2 separate regions of the Mus musculus genome follow, and region 2 is linked to region 1. The links are chromatin contacts, called in public Hi-C maps. All regions are on one chromosome and are shown on one strand. Each heading gives the region's core, a stretch centred on a gene start, on an enhancer-like site or on the middle of the called end of the contact. The rest is flanking DNA. Distances are from core to core; before and after follow the strand shown. Region 1 has its middle 40 kb from the start of Gm32531. Region 2 holds the start of 1600027J07Rik (RIKEN cDNA 1600027J07 gene).

Evidence for each region. A called contact is a pair of places that touch in the nucleus more often than the background predicts.
Region 2: a Hi-C map of nephron progenitors shows a contact between it and region 1, with 3 times the contacts expected there. The contact joins the promoter of 1600027J07Rik here to the enhancer-like site in region 1. A contact is called at or near these places in 6 of 484 Hi-C or Micro-C datasets (embryonic fibroblasts, nephron progenitors and uterus).

The regions. Positions count from the first base shown.
Region 1 is chr8:103,229,503-103,233,732 of GRCm38.p6, forward strand. No RefSeq gene overlaps it. Among named protein-coding and RNA genes, the nearest start is that of Gm32531, 40 kb to the right of the region's middle. Within about 2 kb of position 1,834, at least 35 of the 459 cell types and tissues checked have an H3K27ac peak or open chromatin away from gene starts, as enhancers often do. A contact at or near this core is called in nephron progenitors and uterus, where this site is marked.
Region 2 is chr8:103,345,490-103,349,719 of GRCm38.p6, forward strand. It overlaps 1600027J07Rik (RIKEN cDNA 1600027J07 gene), which reads right to left and starts at 2,045. Exons shown (of 3, transcript NR_036588.1): 1 at 2,010-2,045; 2 at 1,679-1,848.

The DNA of each region.
Region 1 (4,230 bases), core at 584-3,083:
TAGGCATTTTGCCTTAGCTGGTCCAAAGAAGGTCTTCAGAATTTTCATTTTCATGCCACATATATTATACAATATATATGGCTATATATCCACATGGCTGGAGATGTCAGAAGGGTTGGCTTCTACATTATCCAGGGTTGCAAATGACACAAACGAGGGACCTGGCCATGCCTTGTTACTGAGTAAGTGAGACTCCCTCACTTTGAGGTGATTCCTTCAGGTCAGGAACCCACAGCCCCTCGACAGGCTCTTCCTCACCAAAGTCTTCTCATCACACATCCCAGCTCCCTTTCCCACCCTGGACACACTCACTGTGGAGCCGCCTCCTCTTTCCTACGCTCCCGTGTCTTCACGGACACTGACTTTGACTCGGTCAGGACTTTTATCCCCCCTTGGCAAAATAATAGGATATTATGTTTGTTTGTTTGTTTGTTTGTTTTGTTTTGTTTTGTTTTTAAAACAGGAAATTGGCAAGAACAATAACACCGTGTTTGATTTCTGAGCTAAAAGTAGATTCTGTATTGTGGAGAAATTTAAGAGGCCAAAAACAGTGTAGGGCAACATCATCAGCTCTCTCCCCAACAGCAGCAACACCTGGACTCTCTCCCAGCATTGCTATTCCAGAAGCAGCATCATGCCACTTAGAGAGCTCAGGAACTGAGGAAACCTCATACACATGTTCTAGGCAGCTGCCAATCACAGGAGTTTGCATCCCAGTTTTATGGGGTGCATGCATCTATTCTGTCTCTGATGAGCCTGTGACTTTGAATACGGGCTGTCTCCTCTCTGACCTTGGGTTCCTTATCAGTAGGTTTCGGGAAAACTGTATTTTTTTTTTCCAGGAATGAAATTATAAGTCACTGAGATATCATTTGCAGAAAGAATTCTTCCCTCAGAGCAAAACTACCATTGGAGCAGAAAGAATGTCCTGGAGATTGGGGAGATAAAAGAAGGGGCTGGGGAGGCAGAGTGGAGGGAGCGAAGTAGGTTTATGGACCAACCCTGAAAGGAAAAACAAACAAACAAACAAACAAACAAACATGTGGTAAATTGAGAAAGATGGCTGAGGGGCTGAGGTCAGAGGGAGACAAATCGAATGCTGCCCTGGATTTAATAGAGACTGTTTTCTGCACTTGATGATGTGTCACCCAGAAGACAGGGACATTGGAGTTGTATTTTAGAAAACCTGAGGAAGATGAAAATAGCCTAGAAGAGGAGTCCAGAGAAGAGAACTTGGCAAAACTGTCAGAAACTCTGAGGGTCAGTGAGGATGGGAAGCAAGAACACAGAAAATATTTTGGAGGATGCAGGGAGGGCCTATTACTGATCAGAAATTACTTTGGATTAGCATATGCAAATGAGATCCTCTGGGACCAGCAGCTGCCTCTTCCTCAAGCATGCTGTCCCTAGCCAAACTCAGGGCTTTTAGTCAGCAGCTTTGCTCACAACCCAGCATCTCCATGTCCCATAGACTGTTTTGGTCCACTGTCTTCTTCCAGGCCTGAGCCTGGGGCTCCTACTCTCCGTCCCAGCCAAGGAGAAAGGACAACCACACAGAAAGAAAGGAAAGATTTTCTGTGTTTTTCTGCAAGATAAAGCAAGGTTATTTTTGGCCCGTTTTTTAGAGCAAATCAGATTTATTTTCTCTTTTTCTCTTTCGGAGCCCTGCGTCTGGCAGGCTTCATGCAGGGGAGTGAAAATTAGAGCTCACATTTTCAATGCCTTTGCAGTTTTTGCTCGGTGTCAGTTTTGTTTGTCTTCCTCTGGCTGACTGTCTTCCGTGTCTCCGGACTGCTGAGGTCTTCCAGAAGTTGCTTTCAAGCCAAAGAAAGTAAAACCAAGCTACCATGAAAAGGGTGGGGAGCTTGAGTCAGAGAGGAGGAAAGGAAGGAAGGGAAAGAAACTGTCCCCCACTCGGCATTTCGTGAAACCTCACTTCCCAGCCTCATATTGGCTCTGCCATTTCTGCTTGCCCCTTGATCAGAGAGACACGGGACTTTATGGGCATCTCCTAACATGGAACTCACAAATGTTGGGACCTCAGATACCTTTTTTTCAACATCCATACTGCTTGATTCATGGCTTTGAAATTTTGTCAGTGTGCTCTGAAGCAATGGACTCAGAGGTTATAAATTCAGACCATCAGTACCTTGACTAAGTTACTTGACCTCAATAAATCTAGGTTTTCTTTGTCTATGTACTAGAAGTCTGGATAGGATATCATGAGAATATGAGGGTCCTGTGGGATGCCTGGCACAGGAGCTTTGAGAACTGCCTAGTGTCCAACTGTTGGCTGACTTGGAGTGACTAGTGTGTGGCCAAGAGCATACATGAACGACTGATTTTTTATACCAGTGTGCTTATACTACTGAGTAGCTACTGCAATTTTATGATCCGCTCATGGTATTTAAAGAAGTTGTAAATTTCTTTCAATCCTTTTCCCCAAAGAACGTTTTGTTTCGTTTTCTTCTTCTCTCCCCCTAGAGCTTTCCAGTTAAAGCAGTTAATGTCACATGGAAGACTGTGTTAATAGCAACCAGGTGCTTTCTTGTTCAGTTCCACACATCCTTCTGTCCATTTTGGGGCAAAGTTACATGTGAGCGCTACTGGCAACTTTTTTTTTCTCTCTTAATAAAATACAGCATGACCATGACTTCAAACGCATCCCTCTCTCCTTGATGGTACTGTCAAAAATACAGCTTTTTTTTTTCCCTAATCCAACTCTTCCTATGTCTTTACTGATTTACTTGTCAATAATTTCCTACATGTATGGAATACATTCTAGTTCCATTCATCCATCAACACTCTTGAATGGAAACGTACTGCTTGCTAGAGAGGTTAGCTTCTGCGGTTATCACTCTATGAATACTGCTTAAAGGTTGGTGTAATAATGATTTTTTAATGACATTAAATGAATACATGCTACACTGAAACTTTTACTTGCATTACTTCCAGTCTTTACCTTGATCCTCAATTTTATGCTCATCCTCCTTAAAAACGAATACACTGAGAGTAAGTGATGAATGTCTTTCAGCGAACACAGAGAAGCTGTGACAATGATGTAGGATGAGCACCTTTGAGTGTAGTATATTTTTTTTACCATAAAACTATGCTGTATCTCCTTCTGCACAAGGGATATCTTCCTGTCTCCTCTATGCCTGCAATTCCTGACACATATGTATCCAATATCTGCAAATATTTGTTGATACCCACAGGTAAGTGCATGCATTCATTCTCATATATGTGTGGGTGCAGATTGCTGTTTTCCTCATGATTTGTGGAACATGTGACCCCCCACACCCAGGTTTTCCTAGCAATGGAAAAGGGTAGTAGTGTGTAGGCGGGAGATTGGGGTGGTCCTTCATTCAAAGTCTGCTGGGAGAAAGATCTCTGGAACACAGTAGAGGATAGCCTTCTGTATCCCTGGCACCTCTCATGTATCCCCGCTCTGACTGATGACCTCCTGGATGTAGTCTTTGTGTTTGACAATGAATTCCTTACTACTATCCTAAAAAAGTATCTGTCATCTCTTTACTGGTGTTCTCTATCCAAGAGTCTTGGTTTCCCAGGACTTCAGAGCACCATGCCCATCGTGCTCCCCCACCCGCTTACATCACAGTTACTGCAGCTCAGTTCTAAGCCCATTAGTACCAAGTTCACCATGCTTTAAGAAAATAATCAACTGGATTCCCCAAGCTTACCTAAAGTCATCTACTGGAAAATATTGGCACTGATCATGAGAAGCCCTTCTTTCTGCTCACCTTAGGTACCTAAGGGGTTAAAGTTTCCAAAAGTACAAAAGCATGCATGGGTGGGCGTGTCTATGCAGCTGCCTGATATGCTTATGTTTTGGAGAGGGCATTACTGTGAACTCAACATTTCATTCACTGATTGAGCAAAGAACTCTCTATTCCAGGTTTCTTTGGAATCCTTATAACTTACAATGGGGAAGGAGGCTGCTAAAAAGAAGATAAAATTCCTCTGTCAAATAACTTCAGAAAGTCCTCTGATAAATAAACCAGTTTCCATTGCAGAATTTCTCAGTGTCTTTGAAAGGCCAATATATGTTATAATACACAAAGATAAACATGGTACCTTATAATTACCATAATCTTCTTACTCACAATGCATTCCCTCTACAACAAAACAATATACTAATATCTATTCTTTGGGGAAAGAACATTCACGGGGACAAAAATAGATGGATAGATGGATAGATAGATAGATAGA
Region 2 (4,230 bases), core at 795-3,294, 120 kb after region 1:
GCAGTGACCATGGAGTGACATTCTGTCATGGAGTGTGGAATGCCTGATCCTGGAGTTAGGTTAAAATGAGGTTCTTACAGGTTATTGCTTGTGCATCTAGCAAAGAACACTGTACCTCCATCTTTGTTTCTCCAGGACATGACAGAGTACCCAGTGCTGAGTAGATACCCCAGCATCATCTTTATGTCTGATTGAAGAGAGTATGAATAATTATAAGGAAACCAGAAAACCTGGCTCTGCCACAAATAACCTGTGTGATTTTAGACGAAAGCCAATTCCCATTCCAAAACATGACATTCTTACTGAAATATGAGCCAGCGAGCATACACTTATACATCAAACCTACTGCAATATCCACACTGTATTTTTCATGGGCGCAGGCTGGGAAAGAAGCAAAGCTCTGGGAAGGTACTAGATGAGGCTGGATTTGGCTTTAAAGTTACCAGAAAAGCCCCCAGATCTCAGCCAGATTCATCTGATCCTAAAAACAGGCCCACTGGCAAAGTAATAGCCCATCTTCGGATCAATCCCATCGATCGAACTTCATAACAAAGCCACTTCCCGAAAGACCACAGCTTAGTGGTGATGGCTGGGGTTTCTTGCTATCCTGTGTGGCTGTATCTCTTTTCTTCTGCAGTAATGAGGGAACAGGGGTGGGAGGGGATTTGAGGCGTGTCTCGGTTATGAATGTTTGACGTGCTTTGTGTTTATGGTATGAGAGTGACCTTTCTTCTTGCCCCAAAATAATTCTGCACTAGTGTGAGTGGAAACCACCCCATCCACCCCTTGCACCCCTCTTCCAGATGCACACTATTTGTTGTATGAACTAGACAAGACCAGGGCATCACAATGGTTCTTGTGAACAGAATGGAGCATGCCTTTAGAGAGAGGGAGGCTTTTCATACAGAAATGTCTGTGTATTATACCTCTTCTTGACAAACAAGAAGAGGAATTGAAATGTTTTTTTCCTCTAACCTACCATGTTTTAATATGTAAATTCAGAGTATCCCTTGAAAACAACGTCAATCCCAACTTACTAGAGAAAAGAGAGAAAATGTCGGCAAGACACGGACTGACTGAACTTTGCAGAATGGAACCAGCCAGTGACCCATCTGATACCGATCCATCTTCTCTGTAAAAACTCAGCAACCTCCTTATCATGCCCTTGCTAACCTCCAGGGTAGCTGCAAGGCATGTCTACACAGTCTCTATAACAGGCACGGAGACTCACCTTAATTCTCAGCGGCACAATAAAAATAAGGCTGGATCCTCCAAGGATAACCACAGAAAAGTGGAAAAACATGTCAATGCTAAAAATCCTGTCATCTCACTTGGAAAATGTGCCTTGCTCTGTGGAGATAGCCGTAACCCCACTCTAGCACTGGGCTTGTTACTATGATGTAAGCACTGTTTGGATTATAGCTTCCAGGACCACCCAGCTGACTCTCTGTCTTTTCAGATGACCATAGAAGACCAGGCATTGGTGTTGCACACCTGTATCACCATCACATAGGAGATGGAGAGGCCAAGAAAGGAAATCAGGGATTCAAGGACATCCTTGGCTACATAGCAAGTTCCAGGCCAATCTGGTTACAGTAGAACCCATCCCAAAGAATAAAAAGCAAACCCCCAAAAGATGGTAAGGGATTTCAGAAAAGAACAAGATGTGTGCTCTTACCTTGTATTCTGTCAAATGGTCTCTTAGCTGAAGATCATTTTCTCTCTGAAGTCCATTTAGGGAGTTTATATACTGCCAATATTCCCTCCCAGTGAGCTCCATTCCATTGCTTCTTCCAGTAGGTAAGTGGGTGGTAGAATCACATTGCACTTTGAGGTTCACAACAGTGTCTAGGAAAGATAAGATGGGAGAGAGGTACTTAGGGCTCAGGTGAGTTGTAGCACGAGTATAAGGATTGATAACACCAATTTGGAGGTCATCTGAAGCCACAGATCTCGCTGAACACACAAACACACACACACACACACACACACACACACACCAGCAGTACCAGCAGCACCAGCAGCACCAGCAGCAGCAGCTTCTCAGGCCCTGTCTCAGAGCCCGAGTTTTAATTTGAAGTGTGGTGTCTGACCCAACTGAAATGGAATCCAGGGAAGGTCGAATCCTATTAAGTCACCAGACCATAAAGCAGAAAGGTATAAAGTTGACAAATGGCTTCTCCCAGGGGCAGCAGCTGTGAGATACTCAGGAAAGCAGGACTCTGACCCAAGAACTGGCCAGCAGACGGTCCCGCATTCTTCCCCTGGGAGCTGCCACCCACTCTCTTCCCTGCAAAAAAAGGGTATGTGTGTTTAACAAGCTACTATTTAACCTGTTTATCTGTATTTTTCTTTTACAACCCCAATCGGATCTAGGTGTGTCCCAATGCTGGCCTAGGTCTCTGAATAATGACTGAACAGGTATTCCCTATATAAGGATTTCTAATGGTTATACATACACCAATTTAACCCTTGACACGTCCTAGCATCTTTTACTTATTTTCCTAGATAGGCCTGGAGGTTGTTAATGATATCAGTTAGGTGTCTTTGAAAGGAGATCTCTTAAATACAGTTAAGTATACTTGTGCTATGTTTTTAGGTTCTATCAGTCAGAGTGATTATTTCCAGGAAGATAAGTAGAAAAACATCAAAACCTATATATTTTTTTCTCACTGAATCTTCAAGGCATCTTCCTTGTAGCCACATCAGACCAGTATTGTAATCCCTGTTATAAAATAAAAAATTGTTCATCACACATAGTTATTCATCCAAGGTCAATAGTAGCAGCTCAAGTTGGGACACACAGTTCGGTCTTGCTGATTTAAGACTGCTTTCGTCTGCCTATGACGTGCTTTTCTTTCACATCTCCAAGCCCCTGCTCTATCCCAGGCTGCTTCTCTGAGCTCTGCGAAGCTGCATCCATCATCCCTCTAGAGCTTTCCTTGTTCTCACTGTGGAATAATAATCCATCCCATTCCAAGCCATCACAATGGAGTTTACAACTTTTCAAACCACGCTGAGAAGGCTGTAGGAAAAGCTGGACAAATCCTTTATCCCAGGCTTCAATATTTGGCTGCAATCCTTGCCCTTTTAGCCTAGAGGGGTCTTACTTGTGGCTCTACTGAAAATCACTGCTCTCCACTATTACCTGCACTCCCCAGAGCTCCTTAAATTGAGAATTTTGAATAAAAGCTATGATTTTAGTGCAATATTCAAGGCTTTAGCATTTGTCTAGAATATTTGTTCTTCCTGCCCAAAAGTCCCTTAGTCTTTACTTCACTGCAAAAACTGTCCCCAACTATTACTGGCTTACCCCAATTCCTTGAGGTGACCCCCAGTTCTCATATCAGATCCCTGAGTCAGATAAGCTATCTGGAAACACTTATTCTGCAGCAATACAAATAAAATATTTTCATACTTATGTTTAATATTTTTTAATTGTATGCTTGTGGGAGTAGAGAAGGTATATACATATAAGGGCAGGTAGTCATGGACACCAGAGGTGTCACATCTCCCCTAAACATGGAGTTACAGACAGTTGAGAGTCACCAGATATAGAAATTGAATTAGAGTCCACTGAAAGAGTAGTAAACCAAACCACAGCTCCAGCCCACCAAATTAAAATTCTAAATAGGGCTTCTAGAATTACATGAGAAACAGATATGCCTATCTCCCTAAACCCAAAGTGGGGGAAAGGTGATCTGTAAATCTCTATTCCCTTGCCTGTTAGGAGATAACGACAATGCCCCTCACCTTGAGATGCTTTGAAGATTCAGTGTTGGTCCTGTCATGCCCATATGCAATGGTTAGAATATAGTAAATAGTCTGGGAAGAATTTCAGTGGTTGTTAACTCCACCATCCTGCTCATCACCTCTCTTTCCTTTTGAGAAGTTTCCCAGGTGGAAAAGGGTGCACTGAGTGAGGAATAAATGGACCAGATAAATATACAAATGGAGAAGGAGCCCTGGACTCTCCTCTCTGGGAAGCTGTGATGTCCTTCTCATCATAGGATCACAGGAAAGACTCAACAGCACCTGGAAAACTCACTGGTCCTCTGCCAAAAACACCACATTCTGATGTATTTGTATCTACATTAAAGGGCATCAGGATTCCAGACTCACTTTCTTAATCCCTGTGCTTTGTGCAAAAGCTCTCAAGAGAACCTATGTCTTCCACCTGTGTCTTCAGATGTAGAAACACGGTTGCTTCTTCGAAGGAACTGGAGCCTT